3 separate regions of the Danio rerio genome follow, and regions 1 and 3 are each linked to region 2. Evidence: chromatin contacts called from public Hi-C data. All regions are on one chromosome and are shown on one strand. The core of a region is the stretch at or near the end of the contact, and the rest is flanking DNA. Distances in the headings are between cores, read along the strand shown.

Evidence for each region. A called contact is a pair of places that touch in the nucleus more often than the background predicts.
Region 1: a contact with region 2 is called in a Hi-C map of hematopoietic stem cells, with 2.7 times the contacts expected there. The contact joins the promoter of gtpbp2a here to the promoter of wu:fc17b08 in region 2. A contact is called at or near these places in 3 of 18 Hi-C or Micro-C datasets (caudal fin, hematopoietic stem cells and an unstated tissue) and 1 of 4 datasets of contacts at active chromatin or transcription factors (embryo).
Region 3: a Hi-C map of an unstated tissue shows a contact between it and region 2, with 4 times the contacts expected there. The contact joins the promoter of polh here to the promoter of wu:fc17b08 in region 2. A contact is called at or near these places in 1 of 18 Hi-C or Micro-C datasets (an unstated tissue) and 1 of 4 datasets of contacts at active chromatin or transcription factors (embryo).

What each region holds. Positions count from the first base shown.
Region 1 is chr13:776,870-780,515 of GRCz12tu, forward strand. It overlaps gtpbp2a (GTP binding protein 2a), which reads right to left and starts at 1,447. Exons shown (of 13, transcript XR_012389061.1): 1 at 1,090-1,447. It also overlaps a transcript of nrxn1b not described here.
Region 2 is chr13:425,130-428,793 of GRCz12tu, forward strand. wu:fc17b08 reads left to right here and starts at 1,877. Exons shown (of 7, transcript XM_678958.10): 1 at 1,877-1,991. The coding sequence starts at 1,895. nvl (nuclear VCP like) reads right to left here and starts at 647. Exons shown (of 23, transcript NM_213484.1): 1 at 463-647. The coding sequence starts at 519.
Region 3 is chr13:723,443-727,073 of GRCz12tu, forward strand. polh (polymerase (DNA directed), eta) reads right to left here and starts at 2,014. Exons shown (of 10, transcript NM_001040247.2): 1 at 1,806-2,014; 2 at 143-277. The coding sequence starts at 1,942. rn7sk (RNA, 7SK small nuclear) reads right to left here; the gene lies at 3,398-3,631. It also overlaps a transcript of nrxn1b not described here.

The sequences.
Region 1 (3,646 bases), core at 197-2,696, 350 kb after region 2:
AAGTGAAAACCATAAATATAATTTAAAATTCTCATGTAACACATTATTATTATGAGCTTACAATAATGGACAAACTATGCTATACTTAGAAACAAAAATGCAAAAATACTACTATAGAGCTTAACCTTATAGACTCAAAAAAATGACTTTAGCTGCTTGTTCAAACTACTTATTTAAAATAGGCTGAAACAACAAAGTTCTTAAGCATTTTGTAGGACAACTTAATAGTTTTATGTTCAATCCACTTAAGCTTGTAAAAACTATTGAGTTAACAAGCGATTTGTATTGCGACAACATGCAGAAATTGTGTGTAACCCAGCAATCTTGACAGTGTACATTATACAATAGCAGCACACATTAAAAGGGTCACGTTTTCATCAAAGTATTTATTAACACAAACCAAAAAAAACGATAACACTTGTAAAGCATTTATTAATATTAGTTATATACATTAAACGGGTCACATTTTTACAATAAGGTTCTTGTTGTTTCTAATGTAATGTTCATTCATTTGTTATTTACCAACGTGAAAAATGAACAATATTATTATACAGCATTTGTTAATCATAGTGCAACCTTTCCTTACATTAACAAAGATTAATAGACACTGTAGTTAATGTATTGTTTATTGTTTGTTCATGTTTAGTAAATGTATAAACTAAACTGAACTAACAGAACCTTACTGTGAAGTGTGACCACAATATTGTAAATTATTTTGCCTTTAGTTTAAATAATATGCTATAACAGTGTTTTTATATTGAATTTTATATTATTCAGCTCATGCTTAATATGTTTTATAGAATAAAATTGTCACAATTTGACAATAATATACGTTACGTTTGTTATCAAGCTAATTTTATCGAGTTTATATTTACTAGCACATTCAACAGTAGTTACCTTAACATATCTTAATATCATAAATAACATATTGACATTATATAATGACTATATTAACGTTATAGTCTAACAAAACCTAAAATACAGCAATACTTAAGAGATTCCGAGAGTAACTAAAACATGTCAAAAGCAGGAAAAAGAAAGCACAGCCAGATTAAAACATCAGATGTGTTTAATTGTTGGAGCTCTCACCTCTGGAGGTAGATAAGGCGGATTATTGCTTGCTTTTGGATACCGGCCAGACCGATTTTTGTACTTTTTGCTGCCATTTTTGGCGGTTTTTCTGGCACCGGCTGCCGGAGAGGCGCACTTCTGTGAGGCGGCCGATCCGAAGAGCTCCGACACCCGGGTCTCCATCCTGATAAAGCCCTAAAACCAGTAAAAACTAAGGGATGAACTCCTCCGTCTGTCCTACTCCATCAGCTGTGCTCTCGCCTGCTCCACACCGACATCAACACATCGAAATACGGTCAAATATCATTATTTATACGAGCCAGAGCCGGCGGAGCCAGAGCTCAACCCCCACAACAACAACAACAACTCGACATCCGGCCCGGTTTGAGTTCGCGGAAGTGCGTCAGCATGCTAACTTTTTGTTCCTCACGGTAAAGCAAAATAATAAATATTTTCTTATTGTTTGATTTTATTTTTGTATAATGTTAAACTTGGACATATTGTATGTAAAGAATTGAACATAATACAGTGGAATTAAACAGAAAGGAAGTGAGCAGTTCACAGTAAAATAAAGGAAGAAGGAAGTATTTTCGTAATTTGATTACTTCATGAATATTCATGATTCAGGTATGCTGCAACCACCGCGCAACTTTGAGTTATAACTATTGTGTCATACATAACAAAAGATTACACTGCTCTTACATCAGTTTAGCTTGTTAAAACACAATAATCGATTACTTAAATATAGGCAAAAGGAAGAAAAAAACATATTTTCTGATGATATTTAGATATTTATTGTCTAATTAAACTGAAATTATTCCATTTTTATTTAATACTGCTTAAATTATTTTATCTGGGAATGTTTTCTTGCATAACTTATTTTCAAAGTAAAGTAAAAGTTTAGTTACCATGTTTTGAATGTGAATTACCAGTTCATTCATTCATTCCTTTTCAGCTTAGTTCATTTATTAATCTCTGGTTGCCACAGTGGAGTGAACCGTCAACTTATCCAGCATGTTTTACGCAACTGATGCCCTTCTAGCTGCAACCCAGTACTGAGAAACATCCATACACACTCATTCACACACATACACTATGGCCAATTTAGTCTAATGTGTTTGGATCTGAGCACCCGGAGGAAACCCACGCCAACACGGGGAGAACATGCAAACTCCACACAGAAATGCCAAGTGACCCAGCCGGGATTTGAACCAGCGACCTTCTTGCTGTGAAGCGATCGTGCTACCCACTGTGCCAAGAAGTATTTTTTTGTTTGTTTTATTTGTAATAAACATTTTTAAGATATATTAGTTTTTTTAGAACTTTTAAAGTTGGTTAAACATGTGGAGAGACGTCTCACAAGAATTCAGTTCGTAATAAATAAATAAATAAATACAGTGATTCAAACCATCTTCAATGAAACGATTCAAAGGCGCCACCTGTCGGCCGTATGTGAAACGATTTCTATTTTCATCCATTCATTCACTTTCCTTGGGTGTAATCTCTGATTTATCGAGAGGAGTCTGGATGCAGACCTGCTGCAGTGCAATCTGAGCTGCATCTAATGCTTTTTAATGCGCTCACCTAACCCCACCCCTAACCCTACCCGTCACAGTGACGTCACACACTCCATTGAGTGCATTGTGTCTGACATTGCATTGCTGAGAGATGCAATCTCAGCTTGCATTATAAAGGTTGCATCCAGACCAGATACTATTGGATTTATCAGAGGTCGCCACAGCGGAATGAACCACCAACTATTCCAGCATAAGCTTTATGCAGGGGATGCCTTTCCAGCTGCAACCTAGTCTTGGGAAACACCCATACACACTCATTTCTATTTTCAACATGGAAAAATATGCACATTACTTATGAAAAAAAACACACACACACACACACACACACATGTATATGAACAATTTAAAATACAAATTTTCTAATTCCATGATGATAATGCAAATAAATAAATAAAATATTAAACTTGCTTATTTATTTTCGTCTGCTTTTCCGGGGTCGGGTCGCAGCGGTAGCAGTCTTAGGAGAGAACCCCAGACTTCCCTCTCCCCAGACACTTCCTCCAGCTCCTCCATGGGGGATCCTGAGGCGTTCCCAGGCCAGCCGAGAGACATAGTCCCTCCAGCGTGTCCTGGGTCTTCCCCAAGGCCTTCTCCCGGTGGGACATGCCTGGAACACCTCCCTAGGTAGGCATCCTGAAGGCATCCAAAACAGATGCTCGAGCCACCTCAGCTAACTTCTCTGGATGTGGAGGAGCAGCGGCTCTACTCCGAGCTCCTCCTGGGTGTCAGAGCTCCTAATCTTTTAAACAATAAAAGACTGGTGTATAAAATTATTAATTAATAAAATATGGTATGGTGTGTTGAGTTAGACTTTGGTTTTGAGTTTTAATTTTGAGTCTTAATTTGGTTTTGAGTCTTAACTTTGAGTCTTAATTTGGTTTTGAGTCTACCAAATAATTACATTTTTTTTTTTTTACATGTTCTGCCGTATTTTTAACAGTACAGATCTGGCAACCACAGCTGCTGTATTTTACTGCAAATTTGACAGATTTTTATTT
Region 2 (3,664 bases), core at 627-3,126:
GTACACTTCAGTTTTTACTCAGATGATGTTAATCACCGTCCTTATAATACTTTAACACGTTCAGTGTGTGTGAGCATTACGTCACTTACATGTTTACTCTTCTGTATTCTTCAATCTTATTTTACATTTACCGCAGTGATTTATAGTAAACACTATAGTGTTTTAACCATACTGAATTAATCTGTTGGGGTTATTAGTCAGTTATTGTAGCACCACTACAGTAACATAAACAACTGGGCATGGAGTTTTCAACAGCTGTAGGGTATATTATACAACAACACACCAGTTTACTGTGGTAAACACTCATGTATACTACAGTATTTATCACTATAGCTAATAATACAGTATACTGAAGCATTCATAAATAAAAAGTTGTAAATATTATAATATATATTTACATGATTATAGTCTATAGTATGGTAGAAAAACACTGTAAGTTAGTATATTAGAGCTGTGTGTTACCTGGTGGACTCTGTGTTTGAGTCTCGGGTCAATATTATAACCGCCGCGGTTCTTCATGGCTCATCCCTCGCGGAGTGTCGACAGTAGGAGATATTATTAATATATCTGTGTTATTATCCACACAAATAAACCTTTAAACGAGGAGGAAGAGCAGCACACGTTTATATTTTCCTCTGTTGCATGTCGCTGCTGCTCTACATGTGCTGAACTGAACAACACACGCTGATCTCCCGCTGCAGAACACACGCGCGACCCCTGCCGGCCTGGAGACTGCACAAATAATAAACAATGTTATATTTACAATATTCATACCCCTGGAAAAATCTGACTTTAAGTAACTTCTATTTAACTAGTAAGTTATTTTTTTATTTTTTATTTTTTTTACCAAAAAAAGACAATATTCATTATCTTTCTCCAAAAAGTATGTACAAAAGTCCTCATTGTGGCTGTTATTTAAATTTCAAGTCAGAATTTGGCTTGGGTATGAATCATTTCAGGCTTTATTATATGTAAAATATGATATATCTATTATATATATCTAATATATAAGTAACTATTATAATTCATACTTAGGGTGGTGACACGTTGCATGTTCTCCCTGTGTTAAAGAAAATAAATGAATGATTAAAGTGACACTTACATAATAATATGACAATAACATAATGTGACTATGCACATAAATACCCAGAACTGCAACATATGCATTGCTCAATATATTGAAATGTATATATTTTTTTCTTTTTTCAAATGTGCAACATAACTAAATCTTTATTCTTCGTGTTTCACGTGTAAATATGTGTACACTATATTTCATGTCATTTAAGTCTATAAAATATCATACAAGATATGAAATGTGACACAAATGCATGGGCATCAGACAGAAAAATAAATAAAAAACTGCATGACAAAAGGGTTTTTTGACATATTTAAATACACAGAAATGTATTTATTACTCATGTTTTTCAATCTATGAAACTTCTGTTTGGGTAATATGACATCACAAAACTAAAACGTGAAAATACAACTGCATTCAGCAATATATAGACAGGCCTCCACAGTCACCAGAGCTCAATCCAATAGAGCAGCTTTGGGATGTGGTGGAACGGGAGATTGGCATCATGGATGTGCAGCCGACAAATCTGCAGCAACTGTGTGATGCTATCATGACAATATGGAGCAAAATCTCTGAGGAATATTTCCAGTAGCTTGCTGAATCTCTGCCATGAAGGGTTAAGGCAGTTCTGAAGGCAAAAGAGGGTCCGACCCTAGTAAGGTGTACCTAATAAAGTGGCCGGTGAGTGTAAATCATTGAGCACATCGTACAGCAGGTGACAGTGTAGTCCGCAAAAACAAAAGGAGCGTGCGCCATGACGTCACATGCCAATGCTATCAGTGAGCGTGCGCGCTCCCCTGCGCTTGCTCACTGGAGAAAATGGCGAATTTGGCAACCAAGCGGCTCTGCACGAACGAGAGGTTTCCAGTTCGCCAGGATTCGGATTGCTGGAGGTCTAAACTCATTCGCAGTGTGGGTAAGAGCAGCGCACTCTACACACAACACCCGCTCAATGATTTTACTGATTATTTACGTTAGTTTCGTTGAAATCTGGCCACTAATACCTGTAGCTAACTTGCTAATAAGGCTAACCGACAGGATCGGACCAAACCACGTTCAATATTTGATCTTTAGCAATAGAGCAATCACAGCAGATCATAAACACGATCATCTGTTGTAAATTTGGTCCATGTTTCGTCAAGGTTTTGTAATTAATCTTCAGTTCTGTGCACTGGCCGGGCTGTGCGCGCTCACGATCGACCGAAAGTTGTTATTGTTTTTAAAGCGCGCTCTTGTTCAGCCGGCCTACAGTCAGATGATGATGATGATGATGATGAATAATTGTGAAAGTGGATGAAAGAAAGTGAGAAGTGTCTCACTTTGGCCGACTGTGATATCACCGGTCTGAAATGACGTCAGTCTGCATTGAGCTGTCAACGTGAAGAGGAGAGAGAAGGTTGTTCTCTAACATAATAATCCTGTCTGACGCCTTTATTAGACATATTTTTAAGCTTTTGTTTGTTTAAACGGTTTGGGATGGGCACACATGAGAATAAACGCGTAAGGCAGGGCGTATTTATAGTGTTTTTGAGCCGAACTGTAGTTAAGTATTTGAGTTGATGTCTGTGTTGTGATTCTACAGTACTATAGTAATAGAAGCAAGTGACCCAATACAGGAGTTAACACCACTGTAGTGTATATTATACTAAAATACACCCACAGTTCAGTTACTGTAATACAAACTACAATATTTCTTATTGTTTATTAGTTCACTGTAGTAAACATGACAGCAGTTTGTTAACTTAACATGCTTCATGAGGAAAAACAACCACAGTGCTTTTGTTTTTCCATTATTTTCTGTGTAAAGCCCAAATTAACACTGCAATTCTGGCCACAATTCTCCTCTAATAAATGAGCTGCGCCTCAGAACACCAAGACCAAACACAATGAACGCAGTGGCTTCTGGAGGCGTGAGACAGATGCTCAAGACAGTTCTGGAGGGAATAATAATAATACTGAAGCACTGTGATGCCGGACTGACAGAGGACTGAGGCCTTTTACAATCAGCACAACAACATCTCACATCTGACACAGTGGAAAGCTGCAAACCAACATTCCATTGTCCATTAATATAAATCAGTGGACTGAAACTGTCCTGTATGACAAGAGGACCGGCTGTGTCTAAACATGATGACAGCATAAAGCAGAGAGAGAATCCGTAGAGCTGCTAGTGTCAGTTTCTGAAAACTCAGGAGGAGGAAGTCACGTTTCAATCATAGTGGTTTTGAAGTTGAAAGGGAAATGACATACTGGATGGCATAGACTACATGCACAGGTTTCACTAACTACTACGTGTGCAATAATATAGACTTCTCCCGATTCAATCCGGTTTTAGGATCAGTAAAAAAAACACTGTCAAATAAAATAAAAGCTCTACAAGCAAAATACAGTCAGAATCAGAAATGCATGCACACAATACAACAAGAATCCAATCTAGCAGAGAGAACATGAACAGCACTTTTCATGCATCTAACTGCAGTTTCTAGTAACATAAACTGAAAAATATGATCAAATAACACTATAAACACACACACACACACACACATATATATATATATATAATCTTGACTGTATAATTCAAATAAAGCT
Region 3 (3,631 bases), core at 764-3,263, 300 kb after region 2:
TGTCTTATATCTGACATGGAGTTCTGTATGGGACTATTCATTGCAATTAATCGCAATAAATTCTTTGACATTTAATCTTCATCTAAATTGTAATTAGAAAGTAATAACTGTTGAAGTGGCTCTGAGAATAAACAGCTCTTACTGTGTGAGATCCGCCTTCCCGTGAGCCTCTGGGACCCGAGCCACCTGCAGATCTGGACACAGCTTTCTGGCATCATCCGCGAACATGTTCCTGCCGACTCCATGAGCTCTGGCCTCGTAACTCACCGCTATAATGCTGGACACAGTAATCACAGCACTTTAACACAGATCCTCTGAGGAAGACTGAGGTCCAGTTGGCTTTATTTTCACACAAGTGTTCATTTTAATGCTCTCTATAGTGTTTACGGCTACTTTAAATGTTGGGTCTGAAATTCAAAACAACATCAGCACTATTTATTATTATTATTATTAACTGACTAAACAATGTTGTGCTTTGATATTCACTGAATATATTCTGAATGTGTGAATATAAAGCCAATGTTTACCTCATTATCACATTATCAGCCGGTGGCTATCAAAATACAACACTGATCACAGTCAGTAAATAGTGCTGATGTTGTTTTTACTCATACTTACATGCTGTTTCACACCCAATATTCAAAATACCATGGTAAACTATACAGGGAGGGTGTCAGGAGTCGTCACTGAATGAATGTGCAAATATAAAACCAACTTTACCCCAATAAAGATTACTATAGTATATTTGTAATGTAGGTCGGTAACATTACTAAACTAATAAAATGCATTACACATGTCTTTTTAAATCATGTATTTGAAATCTGTAGTGAAATAAAGCTCCCAGCTCTGATTATAATGTATATTTCTGCTTATATCTGTGCTGTTTTGCTCATTTCTGAGCAGTTTTTCTGTCAGTTTTCTATTGGGGTGAAGTTGGTTTAATATGCTGAAGCATTAATTGAGTATTTTAAATGCTCTAATATACAGTATAATACACTTTACTAAAGCATAGTTAAAAATTGCTATAGTATATTAGTGATGTAGGACGGTACTTAACTTGACAGAATACATTACAAATTACTTTTTAATGAATGTATTTTGTGATAACGAAGTAAAGCTGGTTATATGTTAACACATTTGCTCATTTCTGAACAGTGACAACTTGTGAAACGCTAAACTTAATATTTGGTCTGAAATAGCATGCAGGTCTGACTTCACAATGACATTATCATTATTTTATTGACTATAAGCAGTGTTGTACTTTGATATTCACTGACTGATAATGTGATTTCCCCATTTATGGTTTGCAAAAAACACTTTTCTGAAATTATATGATGAATATAAAGCCAACTTTTACCTCAATATCACATTATCAGCCGGTGGCTATCAAAATACAACACTGATCACAGTCAGTAAATAGCGCAGATGTTGTTTTTACTCATACTTACATGCTGTTTCACACCCAATATTCAAAATACCATGGTAAACTATACAGGGAGGGTGTCAGGAGTCATCACTGAATGAATGAGTGAAAATAAAACAAACTTTATATTAAGGAGAAAGTCTGAATGTGTGCAAATAAAACCAACTTTAGCCCAATTAAAATTACTGTAACTGTATATCTGCGATGCAGGACATTACTAAACGTGACTAATCTAACGGAATACGCTACACATGTCTTTTTAAAGTATGTATTTTGAGATCTGTAGTGAAATAAAGCTCCCAGCTCTGGTTATATTGTATATTTCTGCTTAAATCTGTGCTGTTTTGCTCATTTGTGTGCGGGTTTCTGTCAGTTTCCTCACCCTCCGCCTTTCCAGGTCTTGTACTGCGCCACAACGCAGGGTTTGTTCTTCAGCTCGGGCTTCAGTCTCTGCTCCACCTGCACATAGAAGCAGTCCATGTCCACCAGCGCGACCACTCGCTCCTTCCCGAAATCCATCAGCGTGAGATCATAAATCTGGATTATTATGAAAGTCTGTCTGTGTTATGGAACTTCCTGGTGTTCTCCGCGGGTAAAGCTCGAGCTCTTCTTCTTCGTCTGTCTCTGTGTGGAGCAGCGCGAGTGTGATCTGCGCACTGCCCTCTGGCGCACTTGAAAATAAATATTGAGTTAAATTATTATTTTTATAGTTAAATATTTTTACATTACAGCGAGGGTTTAGGTAGGGATAGTCAGAAGTCAATAAAATACAATTCATGAATAATTTATTAAAATAATATAAATAACTGACATTAACAGGTATGCCATTCTCACGGGTTGTTGCTAGAAGGGATACAGCTGCTGACAGAAGTTAACGAGAACTGTTTATTAAATTAAATTAACTACTAATTGCATTTTATTAACGTCCATTTCTACCCAACACTAAACCCAACCCTCATTGTAATGTAAAAACACTAACTATAGCAAGAATTATTAATATTAATTATTAAATTACCCGTTCATTGTATTTCATTAACATCTACCGCTAAACCCAAACCTCACAGTGATGTAAAACAGTAATTATACAGAGTATTATTAATAATATTTAATAAATTATCCATGTAATTGTATTTTAATAACACCAACCCCAACCCACAGTAATGTACAATTATATTATACCGAGTATTATTCATATTATTTATTAAATTACCTATTAAATTGTATTTTATTAATGCCCCAACCCTAAACCCATCACAGTAACGTAAAAAACGTAATTATACGGAGTATTTTTCATATTATTTAATAAATTGCCCATTAGATTGTATTTAATATCTATTCTAAACTAATCTATTATATTGTCTATACATAAGTAAATACTCTAAAACACTCTATATCTAAAATGCTCTGGTGATTAATCCATAAAATATTATTTCTATATACATATACTCCATCTAAACACAAAAATACTCTGTATCTGGGGATGGAGACATGAAATACTCTATATCTACATACTGTATCTGGTATACTGCATACTGTATCTACCATACTGTATCTGGTGATACATAAACTTTATATTTACTCTCTATATATCTAAATACTCTAAAATACTCTATATCTGGGGATTGATACTCTAAATCACTCTATATCTACTCTGGGATACTCTCTCTCTCTCTCTCTCTCTCTCTCTCTCTCTCTCTCTCTCTATATATATATATATATATATATATATATATATATATATATAGCTAAATACTCTAAAATACTCTATATCTACTCTGGGATACTCTCTCTATAATATCTAAATACTCTAAAATACAAATGTTTGGGTATTGATACTCCAAATACTCTAAATGTATCTGTAAATACTCAAAAATATTTTAAGATTATGTTTATAAATAATATATTAAAAAAAAAAATATATATATATATATATATATATATAATAAATATAAAAATGTTTTGATTGAAGTGTCAAAAGAAAGGCAGACTGCCACATGCAGTGCCTCATTTGGATGTGTCTGAAGTCTTGGAGCTCGACTTCCCTACGTTTCGCCTACAAATGTTGCCTTGAGCTTGTTTGGAGGTTCTAGCAGGGGAGCGCAGCTACTTCTATACCAGCGATGCTCGTGTCCGCCGGGGGAAACTCGTCCTCTTCCACCGAGCGCGGAGCTTCGGGAGGGACACACGTGGAGCGGTGAGGGAGGAAGG